2 separate regions of the Sus scrofa genome follow, and region 1 is linked to region 2. The links are chromatin contacts, called in public HiChIP or PLAC-seq maps. All regions are on one chromosome and are shown on one strand. Each heading gives the region's core, a stretch centred on a gene start, on an enhancer-like site or on the middle of the called end of the contact. The rest is flanking DNA. Distances are from core to core; before and after follow the strand shown.

The links. HiChIP or PLAC-seq counts read pairs in DNA pulled down with a chosen protein or histone mark.
Region 1: an H3K27ac HiChIP or PLAC-seq map of skeletal muscle shows a contact between it and region 2. The contact joins two enhancer-like sites. A contact is called at or near these places in 6 of 47 Hi-C or Micro-C datasets (brain, embryonic fibroblasts, epiblast stem cells and 2 more) and 1 of 2 datasets of contacts at active chromatin or transcription factors (skeletal muscle).

The regions. Positions count from the first base shown.
Region 1 is chr14:121,249,611-121,256,367 of Sscrofa11.1, forward strand. RBM20 (RNA-binding protein 20) reads left to right here. Exons shown (of 20, transcript XM_021073215.1): 16 at 1,794-1,898; 17 at 3,027-3,687; 18 at 5,233-5,367. Among named protein-coding and RNA genes, the nearest start is that of PDCD4, 19 kb to the right of the region's middle. Within about 2 kb of position 2,096, at least 30 of the 83 cell types and tissues checked have an H3K27ac peak or open chromatin away from gene starts, as enhancers often do. A contact at or near this core is called in skeletal muscle and subcutaneous adipose tissue, where this site is marked.
Region 2 is chr14:121,178,255-121,185,170 of Sscrofa11.1, forward strand. All of the region lies in intron 1 of RBM20 (RNA-binding protein 20), which reads left to right. Among named protein-coding and RNA genes, the nearest start is that of PDCD4, 90 kb to the right of the region's middle. Within about 2 kb of position 5,172, at least 8 of the 83 cell types and tissues checked have an H3K27ac peak or open chromatin away from gene starts, as enhancers often do. A contact at or near this core is called in skeletal muscle and subcutaneous adipose tissue, where this site is marked.

The DNA.
Region 1 (6,757 bases), core at 846-3,345, 68 kb after region 2:
TGCCTTTATCATAAGTGGAAGGGGAAGCAAATGAAGTGTTGAAGCAAGAAGGTGCAGTGACGATATGGTCGTGTTTGTGTTTTGGAGTCATCATTTCTGATCGGCTGGGAGAGAATATACTTGGGAGAAGACTACAGAGCGCAGAAGGGGGAAACCAATTAGGAGGTGGTTTAGCAGTAACCCTGGCCTGTGGAGGCAGCCCTGCTTGCCATAGTTGGGACCTCTTCCCAGTCTCTGAGCTGGTGGGGGGAGCTGGGTGTATTGAATGCAGTTTGTCTGTTCCCCTTAAGCGGCCGTCTCTGGCAATGACCCCAGGCTTGAGGGGTGCACTGAAAGGCACTGCTCTGTTTCCTTTGCCTGCAGGGAGGAAGAGCAGGGGTCCGCCTGGCAGGGGGCTTCCGGCGAGGCCCGGCTGTCCCTTCCTCTCCCAGCTTGAACTGGAGGGAGTCTCTTTACTGTGTTGACCTGGGAGTGTGGCTACAGGAACTGCCTGGGAAGGGGAAGGGTTATTTATTTTGACAAGGGCGGGTCATGGATAATTTATTCAGGAAGACAAAAATAAAGAAAAGTGGTTCCCTGTTGGTAGAAGCTATGGGTTCTGAGGGCTCAAAAGGCCTTTGGAGCTGCTTTGAGCTCAGGTTAGCTCAGAAGGCTAGAGCAGAGCTTCCGCTCCAAACACTGGAAAGAACACACACTGGAGGATTTGAACTGCCTTTCCCCTGTCCTGTAATAACTGGTTTAACCCATCAGCCCTGAGCTCCTGCCCTGGCTGGCTTTGTGTCAGCAAAGAGGGGTGTGTCTGGTCATAAGAAATCAGAGTGAGAGTGGTTTGCTTTGAGCCAGAAATGTGGAGAAACTGCAGCTTGCTTCCAAGAACGCCTGGGAATAGTCAATGATTTGGTGGCCAGAGTTTACGTCACGGGAGAATATCCTCCTCAAACTTCTAAAATGGGAGTTAGCAAACTTTCTAGGCTATATAGGCCAAGAGGCAAAATTAAGGCTATTGTGTAGAACTTATATAATCATTAACATGCCACCACATAGAGATGTGAAAAGCATTGTTAGTTCACAGATTGCACGAAAAGAGGCAGTGGATCAGATTTGGCTTGAGGACTGTGGTTGGCTGACCCGTGTTTTAAAGGCTGGTCAGAGACCCTCATTCTCAAACCAGACACCTGCTTTCAGTGTTCAGTTTCCCAGACATGAGCACTAAGGGTCTTAATTTGAGGGAGGGAATAGGAGGAAGGAAGAAGGGAAGGGATTGCTAGTTTGGATCAAGGGCAGAGATAAGGCAAAAGAGAGACACTGGGTGACAACGCCCTTCCTACACATCAGTGGCCTGGATGTGATTTTTCTTTTTTATGACCAAGAGGGATCTACTGGGGAGGTGTCACCTTGATGGTTTTTAACCTGCCAGGGTCAGTTCCTGCTTGGCCCCTTTACTCGCCATTCCTGTCTACAGGTTTCACAGCTGTGAAAAGTACCCAGTTTGCTGGGGATTTCTGTCTCCCTAAAGCCTTCAGGCCAGCTGTGAAGACATTTCTGTGCCTCCATTTGTCTGTGTGACCTTGAGCGAGTTACTTAACCTCCTAGAGCCTCAGTTTCCCCATCTGTGCAATGCAGATGATAACAGCACCTGCCTCCTCTGGGTTTTGTGAGGATGAAGGAAGTGATGGGTGTGAAAAGCAACCAACAGCGTTAGCTGTGCTCAGTAGCATTCTTTTCCCCTTGGTGTGCCCTCTTTTCTCTGCCACTGCTCACTGGTGATTGGTTTGTTCTGTTCTTTTGCTAAGGCTGGAAAAGAGGAACAGGACAGCATGGAAGAGAGCCCCTCATCAGTGGGCAGGCAGGAGAAAGAAACAGAGTCCTCTGATGCAGAGAACACAAGGACAAGGAAGGTAAAATTTGTCCTAGGTGCTGGCAGTATAGCCACATTGGCACAACAGCCATAAGGCTCCGAGTTACAGGCTTCCCGGGACTCGACCAGGTCCCCATCCTGCCGGTCGCTGCGTGGAACATGTCTGAGATCCCACCAGCAGGTCCATGAATGAAGCCTGCACTTCCTGGAGGAGCGGCTTTGCCTGGACTCTTTACAGTCTTTACTGAGGAAATCTTTAGCACATTCCTGGGCTCTACCTCAGTCCCTAGTAACTTGGCTGTGCTCGTAAGAGAAAACATGTGCCCAAAAAAGACTCAGGCTTCAGAGCCAGGCTTCCCAAATAGGCAGGCCCCTTGGGAGGGGCTGGAGGAGGAAGAGGGCGCCTTTGGGTACTCAGGCTGGGGCTCTGACCTCAGCAGGCCCAGACCCTGGGATTAAGAAAACGTCTCCTGGGCTCGTAAAGATTATTTTACTTGATTAAAATGAAAAAACCCAGTTACAAAGCTGGGGCTGCCACAGCAAAAAGAAATGTTCTTGGAACGTGGCCAGCTTCGTGCCTTTCCGGTCAGGAGGGGCGGAGAGATGAGTATCGCTGGCAGGGAACTGATCTCCTAAATCTGGCTGCTGGGTCCCTGGGCTGCTGGGGACACAAGGGGAAAGTTTTGGGAGGGGCCAAGTGTGAGCCATGGCCACAGAGGGTTGTGCCCTTGCTGAGAGAGGGTGTTTGGGGAATTCTTAGGGACTTTGCTGCAGTTACATGTAGTGATGCCCTACAGGCAGGGCAATAGCTCCAGCAAGTTGATGTAAATGGGTTTTATCACTTAATCTTTCACTCATTCAAAAACTATTTATTGAGCACCTATTATATACCGGGAGTAGAATTTTTTTGTGCCACTTAGAGGATTACACATTAAGAGCCAGATCTTGTGCTGCTTTGAGCCTCATCCTAGGGATGAATCAGTGATGAGAGACTTGAATGGTTTACAGCTCCTAATTAATTGATAAATGTTCCCAGGTAGAAATAAGATGGCTGAGCACCTTTCTGGGTTAAGGGGGTCCTCTGGTCAAGGTTTGCGCCCTCTTCTGCTTAAACACCAAGATCTACTCCTCAGCCTCCCTCTGACCTCCATTCTGCATCTTCATTCAGGAGCAAGACTCAGAGAGCGGAAGTGAGGCAGAGGGGGAGAGCTGGTACCCCACAAACATGGAGGAGCTGGTGACGGTGGACGAGGTCGGGGAGGAAGAAGATTTTATCATGGAACCGGACATCCCAGAACTGGAAGAAATTGTACCCATTGACCAGAAGGACAAAATCTGTCCAGAAATTTGTCCCTGTGTGACAACCACCTTAGAGCTGGACTTAGCCCAAGATTTCACCAAGGAGGGGGTCAAGACCATAGGTAACGGGGCAACGGAAATCAGCCTCAAGTCGCCCAAAGAACCACCTTCTGCTTCCACGAGCTGCCCCAGTGACATGGACGTGGAAATGCCTGGCCTAAATCTGGATGCTGAGCGGAAGCCAGCTGAATGCGAGACAGGCCTCTCACTGGAGGGTTCAGGTTGCTACGAGCAGCAGGCAAAGGGAGCAGAGAGTTCAGATGTTTGTCTGGCCCCTATGCTCGAGCAAATGTCTTCCCCCAAGCCAGCAGAGGAGAGGGCCTGGCAGCCTGGCCCATTTCTCGATGATGGCAAGGTCGGGGGGACCCCCGAAGACGGGGCTGCTGAAGGCCGCCCCCTGGAGGAGAAAGCCAGCACTCCCACCGAAACTGACCTCCAAAGCCAGGCTTGCCAAGGAGTGTCGACCCAGGGTAACTACCTCCCTTTCCTCCTGTACGGTTGGGTTGATGGGACCACTGCTTCCCTGGAGCGGTGTGTGGGCACATGCAGGCCAGAACCAACAGAAGGCAAGTGCTGCTGGTGCAGAAGGCAAGCCGAAAAGCCTGGTTAAAATTGTTAGCGCTTTTAGGTAATTGGTGTAAAGGAAGTTGGATAGGAAGCCCAGGTTTTCTGAGAAGCAAACTCAGGACGGACTTCTCTGAATTTATGGAAGCCCAGAGGCCTCTAATGACCAAAATTAGCAAACGTTTGGAGTTATCAAAGGAGCTTTGGTTCCTAGGGATCAGCAAGCTGCTTCTCTTGCCTGCACGACAGAGGACCACCCAGGCAGTTATTTCTGTGAGGCCTGAGTGAGGGGGTGGGAGTGGGGGAGGCCAGGAAAGGAACAGGCAGAGGGAAGAATGAGGGGCTCACCAAGGGGTCTAGCCTGTGCCCCTTCTCACCACCTCCGACCCACTTTTCTCCAGGGTCTAACGGTGAAATAAGACTTGCCCTGGGATTTACTCCATCTGCACCAGAGGTGATGTTGTGTCTGTGCCCGGCACTATGACATCATGAAAGACAGAGTTTAAAATAGGCCAAGCCCTGTCTTCTCTGCCAAGTGGAAACTAAGATCCATCAAGGGCCATGGGGGAGGGGGTGGTGGAGTAGCTCTCAATGTCCTCTCAGTGGAAATAACTAAAAATTCATTTTGCAGAGAGTCTGCAGCATTCCAGAGTTTGAAGTAAGGGAGGTAAGGGTGGAGGGCAGAAAAGAAAGAGAAAGGCTTAAAAATAAACAATTCAACCTAGTGCTCTATGGTTGGCACGAGCTAGTAGGTGAGTCGGAGGCTCGGGCTTCCCGCCATGTCAGGCTGACCTGAGCTGTTTTTCACCTGCCTGTGTGGATCTGAGTCTCCATGGAAACTCTGCCACAGACAGCCTCCTTGTTGCTAGAGAAACGCCAAGCCTGGGCTGTGTCTAGAGAAGGCAAGAATAAAGGAGGAGCAAAGAGCTGTTCACCTTGCTCTCATCAAACCCCTTGTATTTTGCAGTATAGGTCTCGACATGCACTGGTGTGAATAGCTTATTGGCTTACCCAATGTTTGGAGTTCATATTTAATAACACTGCTCAACAGGCTTGGGGTGAGAATGGCCCTGCCTTCTCTGCCCGCCTCAGTGCCCCTGTGGACGTCAGCACAATTTTTGCACTTCAGTAATTCTTCTGCCTGCAGACATGGACTGATACTGAATCAGGGACATGGGAGTGGATCATCCCAAAGGAAGGCATTGGCAGCCCACCCCTACCCCCTGCAAAGATCTGCTGAGTTTTCTTGGGGGCAGGGGCGTTCTTTTGGCCGCAGAAAAAGCTTTTCACTCTAGCACTTTGGTTCTAATCAGCAGCCTTCCCCCTCGTCTCATGGTATTAACCAGCCCCCTGGGACCATTCCTATCACACAGTATAAGGAATAGAACTGCCGGGACTCGCTGGGGCATGTCGTGCTTCCTAAGTTCTTTGCTTTGGCTCACATTTTGCAGAAAACTCCGGGTATGTGGAAATGAAATCACTGGATGCGAGGTCACCGGAATACACTGAAGTGGAGCTGAAACAGCCCCTTTCTTTGCCTTCCTGGGAACCAGAGGATGTCTTCAGTGAACTTAGCATTCCTCTAGGTGGGTGGAACACACAGTCTTCCTCGAGAAGTCGGCTCCAGGAAACGATAATGCCGTAATAACATCTCAGGGCTGGAGAGGGCTTTTTGTCAGCTTGTTGTTGTTTTTCATGTCTGAGGCAGCCACCTATATTTGTGTGCTACTTTCGAGTTTCTTGCCGTTTCAGTCTCCCATAGTCCACCAGATATCATACTCCACGGGGCCCGACTTTGGATGGCACTGCCCTGGGAGCCAGAGCAGACTTATTCCTGACCACACAGCCCTTATTCTGCCAGGGAAGCAGAGGCCCAGGGGCCACCACAAAGTCAACAGAAATGAACCACTTCTGCTAACCTCCTTGCCCCAGCCCTTCCCAAAACAACGCTGCAGTTTTTCTCTTTGAGGGACCAGCTTCTCGGAGGTAATGATACTGAATAGACTGAGTTTGGGACAGACTCTATATTGGTGATAGAGGAGCTCTGAGCAGAGACCTGGACCCCTGTCCTCTCCATGCTGGGGAACTGCATGTTCTCAGACAAGTCGTACTCAGGATTTTTTTTTTTTCTTTTTTTTTTTTTTCCAGTCACTCCGAGTCCTTCATTAACAAGTTGATGAGCCCCAGAGGGGCTAGTCATCATGGAGGCTCACCCTTTCCATGAAGTTTCTTATTTTTTTATCATCTGCTTTTAAAATTTTCTTCCTCTTTCTGTCCTCCAAGTATGCCATTTTTTGTAGAGTCAGAATCGAAAAGCAAACTTCCTTTTTTTTTTTTTTTTTCCTCTCGAAAGGAATGAGCTTGCCGCGTGGCATCCAGCATGCCCCGGGACAAAAACTAAAAAAAAGGAAGTACGTACTGACCTTAGAATGAACTTAGGTGAGCAAGAAAACCCTGGGTTTTTAAACCCTGCAAAACAGTTGTGAAGGCTGCCTTTCAGGAAAAAGGTGCCAGGCGGTTCGTTTGTGCATGCGTTGTTCATGCATTCAGTCAGCAACCCTTCCCAGAGAACATGGCTGTGTGAGGCATTTATGGGGTGGGAGGGGATTGAGAAATGGAACACAAGTCTCTTGGCGGCCAAGAATTTAGAATCTGTACGACACACACAAGCAAAAGTGAAGAGTAAATTCTGCTACCTTGTCATTCCTGCCTTTTTTTTTTTTTTAATAACAAAAAATGTGGACGATTATTATAACAAATCTTTAAATCTGTATAAAGTAAATATTAAATGTTGCATCTCTTCCCCACGCAGAGATAGGCCCTGTTATACCCACGGATAGTTTTTCCACCACAAAAACAGGATCACACTATATACATTCCGTGCAATTTGCTTTTATAACTTGACAGTGGGTCTTAGAGATCTCTTCACATCAGTGCATAGAGAATGCAGTCTTCTTAACCACTGCAAATATGTCA
Region 2 (6,916 bases), core at 3,922-6,421:
TTCTAGTACTGTGCTGTTTCCTTTCAGTATGATGTATGACTTGCGGTTTTAGCAGCGTTGTTTTTGGTGAGCATTTAATTGGGAAGCCACCTCAAGTCCAGACTTACATATCCTGTTTTATGAATCCCTGCCCTTGCACCATTTGAATGGTATCGTTGCATGAATATGACGGGAGAGTCTTGCAAAAGCACTGTTAATGATAGGCACTCCCACATTTCTGGCCACTAGCGTGTGTTTCTTTTTTTTTTTTTTTTTTTTTTTGTCTTTTGTTGTTGTTGTTGTTGTTGCTATTTCTTGGGCCGCTCCCGCGGCATATGGAGGTTCCCAGGCTAGGGGTTGAATCGGAGCTGTAGCCACCGGCCTACGCCAGAGCCACAGCAACGCGGGATCCGAGCCGCGTCTGCAACCTACACCACAGCTCACGGCAACGCCGGATCATTAACCCACTGAGCAGGGGCAGGGACCGAACCCGCAACCTCATGGTTCTTAGTCGGATTCGTTAACCATTGCGCCACGACGGGAACTCCATGTGTTTCTTAATTATGCAGAATAGTTAGAGGCAAGGAGATGTGGACTCAGTTTTAGGGCTCTCTCAGTGCAGCAAACCCAACCCTGGGAAACCCTCAGATGTGCCTGTGACATTTGGAGCATGTGTATGGGGGGAGGCAAATGAAAAATAGAATTGGCTTTTTTTTTTTTTTTTTGGAAAAACAGAAGTTATTCTCCATTAACTGTTTGGTTGAAATAACTATGGCCTTGGATAAATTGTTTGACCTCATTAGACTTCATGTGCATCATCTATAAATTAGGTAAAATAAGAGTATATGTGTCTGCAAACAAAAGGCTGGATGCAGTGGTCCTGGAGAACTCATATATGGATTTTCGATTTGCTCAACACTGAGCTGAGGAAAAAAAGTCTGGACATAGAGTATAATTGAAGGGGATACATATGTGATTATTGTTTTCAATTATTTTATACTGTAAAATACTGTGATTATATCCCAGACACTTTAAACGTATATAAAGAGTTCAACAAATAAACACCTACGTAACTGGCACCAGGTTCACGAATAGGATGCTGCCTCTGAGTGGCCCAGACCCATCCCAGCCTCCTTCTTCATTTACACTTTTATGGCACCTTCCTGCTTTTCTCTACAGTTTTACCACTTTCTCTACGACTTTGAAAGTTAGGTGCTCTTTGTATTCTGAAAATTACAATTATTTGTACTTGGAATTTAAAGTTGATCAAAACTTTTCAGTCCCCGTTGGGTCATACCAGGCCCTTGGAATGCTCTAAAGCATTTACCACCCCCTTGCTTATTTCCCCTCATTGCTGTGTGTTTTAATTCTGTATATTTTAAGAACAGCACACCATACATTGGCCTACACAGTTGGCGTTCAGTGGGATTTGTTCATGCATTTGTCCCTGTCTTTGCCCATCATTCCTTGTTGTGTTTCCAGTCTGCCATCCCCATCCCTTTCCTTCTGCCTGATGAATAACCTTTAGAATTTCCTTTGCTGGTAATGATCTCTTTCAGGTTTTGTACGCCTGAAAACTCCTGAATATCACCTCATTGTGGAAGGATAGTTTTTACAGTTGTTTTGGTTTCCTATGCTGCTGTAACACATTTAGTGACCTAAAACAATAAGAATTTATTCTTGTAGGAGGTCCCGTCGTGGCTCAGTAGAAATGAATCTGACTAGCATCTGTGAGGATGCAGGTTCCATCCCTGGCCTCACTCAGTGGGTTAAGGATCCTGTGTGGCCATGAGCTGTGGTGTAGGTTGCAGACGCGGCTGAAATTTGGTGTTGCTATGGTTGTGGTGTAGGCCAGCGGCTATAGCTCCGATTTGACCCCTAGCCTGGGAACCTCCACATGCCGCAGGTCCAGCCCTACAAAGACAAATCAAGAAAAAAAAATTTATTCTTGTGTAGTGCTGGAGACCAGACACTGAATCCTGCTTCACTGGGCTGAAGTCTGGGTGTCAGCAGAGCTGCGTTGAAACCAGAGGCACTAGGGGAGAATCTGTTTCCTAGCTTTTTCCAGCTTCTAGAGCTGCATTCCTTATATACTTTGCCTCATAACTCCTTCCTGCACCTTCAAAGCCAGCGTTATAACGTCTCCAAATCTCCCTCTTCTCTCACATCAGCTTCTCCTCTGTGTCAAATTGCCCTCTGCCTCTCTCTTGTAATACTTGTGATTGCATTGAGGGCCTACCCAGATAATCCAGGATAGTCCACCCAACTGGAGGGCCTTAATTTAGGCATAGCTGCAAAGTCTTTTTTTGCCATATAAGGTAACATTCCAGGTTCCAGGGACTGTGACCTGGATATCTTTGGGGGCCATTGTTCATCTTTGCACAGGAGTGCATACAACTACAGATTACTCATGACTTTCTTTCAGCGTATTAAAGGTATAATTCACCTTGTCTTCTGGCTTCCATTTTTGATATTGACATCATCTTTCAGTCTGTCATTTTTAAAGGTTATGTATATATATATTTGTTTTATTTTGGGTTTTTTAAGAATTTAATCTTGGTTTTGTTAATAATGACTGCTGATCACTATGATGTGTCTAGGTGTGTATTTCTTTGTATTTATTCTGTTTGAGATTCTCTGGTGTCTTTCAATGGTTCTGGAAAATCCTCAGCTGTTAAATCCTCAATTTTATCTCAGCCCCATCCTCACTCTGCTTTTCTGGGACACCAGTGAAATTTACGTTGGACCTTTTCAGTGTCGCCTCCATGTTGTAAATCCATTCTTCTCTGTCTTCTACATTTCCGCTTTCCTCTGCTCTCTTCTGGATATTTTCCTCAGATCCAACCTCTTGTTTATAACTTTTTTTTTTTTTGCCTTTTTGGGCCTTACCAGTAGCCTGTGGAAGTTCCCAGGCTAGGGATCAAATCAGAGCTATAGCTGCCGGCCTGCACCACAGCCACAGCAACACCCGATCCAAGCTGCATCTGCCACCTACACCACAGTTCATGGCAACGCCGGATCCTTAACCCATTGAGCAAGGCCAGGGATCGAATCTGTGACCTCCTGGATACTAGTCAGATTCATTTCTGCTGAGCCACAATGGGAACTCTTTTCTATTGTTTTTAATCTGCTGACAAACACTTCTGTTGATATTTTAATTTGTTACTGAATTTTTCTTCTCCAGAAGTTTTCTTTGATCTTCCTCCAGATCTGCTAAGTCATCTTTTACAGTTTTTCTTCCCTGCAGATATTTGTGAACTTCTTTCCTTTTTTTAAATGTGATAAACATATGTAAGCTCACTAAGTCTATATGTGAAGCCTGTCCAGGTCTGTTTCTGCTCTCAGTTGCTTATACTGGTTCTCACTCAGGCTGCTTTATTTCCCTGTGCATCCGATTGCCTTTAACTGTTTTGCTGGTTATTGCCCTTAAAAAAATCATTTGTGGGGAGTTCCCTTCGTGGCACAGCAGAAACAAATCCAACTGGAATCCATGAGGATGTGGATTCCATCCCTGGCCTTGCTCAGTGGGTTAAAAGATCCGGCATTGCCATGAGCTGTGGTGTAGGTCACAGACATGGCTTGGATCCCACATTGCTATGGCTGTGGCATAGAGCTGGCAGCTGTAGCTCCGATTTGACCCCTGGCCTGGGAACCTCCATATGCCTCGGGTTCTGGCCATAAAACGAACAAACAAAAAGAATTATTTGTGGAGATTCCCTGAGGCTTGGAATAATTATGCTTTCCTCCTTCTGGCTGCCTTTTGGGGGCAGTGCAAGTTGGGGACTATTTCAGACCAAATTCATTGCTTCTCCACGCTGTACATTCTTGGAGTGAAATATGCATCAGGGCAGGTCTATGGGCCCATCTTCTCAAGATTATTTTATCCCTGTTCCCTTTCCTTCTCCTGCTCTGCTTAAGTACAGAGCAACCTTCTCTTGGCCTGTGGGTTTGGGGAGGAATAGAAATTGATAGATTAGTTCTGGTTCATCCTAATTCTGAGTGTTGCTTGGGACCCTGCTGCGTGTAGGAAAAGGTGCTCTTTGCCTGGATGTTTGTCACCCTTACCCTGCTAGTGTCTTCAAGGTGAAAGCAACTTGGATACTCAAATAATTCTCTAGTATCTTTGGGTTCAAGCTTCCCCCCCAAACTGACTTGGCAGGGCTGCACTGTCTTTTCAATACTGAGCGCTTAAAGGTGACTTATCCAGAGTTTTTCAGCCAGGGGGTTTATCTGAACACCTCACTACCTAACCTGCCCTTATGAGAAATAGCTGTTACATTTTTATTGTGTAAAATTGTGCATTTGTGTTTAACAGCTATATTTGCCCTTTAGGAAATTTATAGTGCGCAAAGATCAAGGTGCATGTCACCCTCATGCTTTTATTTGTGTTAAGAGATTAGCAGTCATCCTCTGGAAGATTGATCTGGTGTAGACTTTTGGGGAAAAACGTGAGACTTTGGTGGATTGTCCCAGTGACATTATGAAATTGAAGAGCCTACCTTGCTTGTTACCGCTTGTTCTTTCCTCAAGGGGTGACTTCAACTGGTTGACCAAAAAGTTGCATCCTTGCCTTGAAAAAACAATGACCAAAACAAAACAACTCTTTAAAAATTTTTTAAATTGAAATTTAGTTGATTTAAAATGTTGTGTTAATTTCTGCTGTGTGAGATTCAGTTACATACACGTATAAAGGAAGACCACTCTTTTTTTTAAAATAAATTTTATTGGATGACTTACAATGTTGTGTTAGTTTCGGGTGTACAGCAGATCGAATCAGCCAAACATATACATATATATATCCATTATTTTTCAGATTCTTTTCCCATATAGGCTGTCACAGAGTTTTGGATAGATGATCCCGAGCTAATAATAGGTCCTTATTACTAATGAGTTTTGTATATAGTAGCATGCATATGCCAATCCCAACCTCTCAATCCATCCCTCCCTCTAACATAGGAAAACCACTCTTATCTGGTTTCCCTGCCACCTTGCCTGGTCCTGAGCTGCCCTGTAGTGGCCAAGGTCCAGCCTCTTCAAGTTCGGGGCAGCTGTGAGGACAGCTGGCTTTGATTCAGAGGGTAGAGACAGCATTAGTCAGCAGCCTCCTCTTTCAAGCCCTGGTGCCTTAGCACTGCAACGTGTGTCTGTGACAGTGAAGGTGGATTCCTGATGCTGGCCGTGGATAAGTGGATATGCTTGGGCTGCGTTTGTGAGTCCAATCTTTGGCCCGCCCTCCACATCACGCTCTGACCAGTTGGTCTTGGATCAAGCTTTCGAAACTTTAAATCCCAAATATGAAGAATGAATTTTTGACCTCTCGGTCCTCCCCTCTCAGATTTGGATGGAAGCCTCTGAAATGACTATCTGCATGAGGAAAAGCCCATAAATCATTTGTTGATTCAGAAAACATTTAATGGACCTCTGCTGTCCGGAAAGTATCATACTGAGTACTGTGATGTCCTGGCCCCCAGAATGCTCACAGTCTTGCAGAGAGTTCAAGGATGGTCACTTCGAAAGAGAGACGGAGACTTGGGCTGGGGGGCGGGCCTCAGGCTGGTTGTGAGAGTGATCTGTGTGATGTTTGTCAGCCCATTGCTCATGAAGCTTGATCTGGCTGCTCTGGCTGGCTGGTGCTTTTTCCTTCCCACACTTTAGTGAGCATCCCTCCCAAATCTGGGCTCACACCCATGAGTGCGACCTTCCCACCTGGAGGGAGGCCATGCTTCGGTCGAGCATAAAGGTGGCTGTGCTTCTGCCTTTAGAGACTCAGCATAAGACAGGGTGGAGAAGCCTGAAGCTGGGAACCAGTGTTGCTGCCTGTCATCAGGCTTCTTCATGCAATCTTAGCCAAAGGAACAAAAATTAGTTCATGATTTATGCCTCAGAATAGACTCCATTTCCTGGAAATCATCTTCAAATAGATATGGGAATTTGATTAATAAAACCCGGCTGGAGTGAAAGATGTGTCCTCTTTGCCAATTTGTTCAAAACTCACTGTTCTGTGTTGTTCTGCATAAATCAGATTAGGGCACTTATTATTGCCGCTAAGAGAAGGCAACTGTCATGTGTGCCTTTAAGGGGAAACCAGCTTAAAATCGGATTTGTTTACTCAGCAAGAATTTGGGGGTACAGTGCGGAAAATTTCTCCATGCTGCCCTCTCTCTCTGCAGTCAGGCTCTTAGCATACAGCTGTCCAACTTCCTTGACTATGGAGGTTCCTCCTAGTTTGATTCTGAGCACAGATTCTGCCTACTTTTATTTCTGTTTCCTTTTTGCCTCATGCTTGTCTTCCTTCCTTCCTTTTTTGCTTTTTAGGGCCACACCATGGCATATAGAAGTTCCAGCCTAGGAGTCTAATTGGAACTGAAGCTGCTGACCTACACCACAGACACGGCAACACCAGATCCTTAACCCACTGAGTGAGGCCAGGGATCAAACCCGCACACATCCTCATGGTTACTAGTCAGGTTCATTACCACTGAGCCGTGATGGAACTCCTTACTCTTCTTTCATTGCACTTTTTTTTTTTTTTTTGTCTCTTTTTTTGCTATTTCTTGGGCCACTCCCGCGGCATATGGAGGTTCCCAGGCTAGGGGTCGAATTGGAGATGTAGCCGCTGGCCTATGCCAGAGCCACAGCAACGCGGGATCCGAGCCGCATCTGAGACCTACACCACAGCTCATGGCAACGCCGGATCCTCAAGCCACTGAGCAAGGCCAGGGATCGAACCCACAACCTCATGGTTCCTAGTCAGATTCGTTAACCACTGCACCACGACAGGAACTCCTCATTGCACTTTTTCCATGTCCTGCTCTTCTGATTGTCTTGCTGCAATTTTTGATTCCAAACAGGGGCGACTTTTGTACTCAGCTTGTTAAGAAAGTTTAGTAGTATGTGGCAGGTGGTGTGATTTCCAACTTTTGCATCTTTATATTCC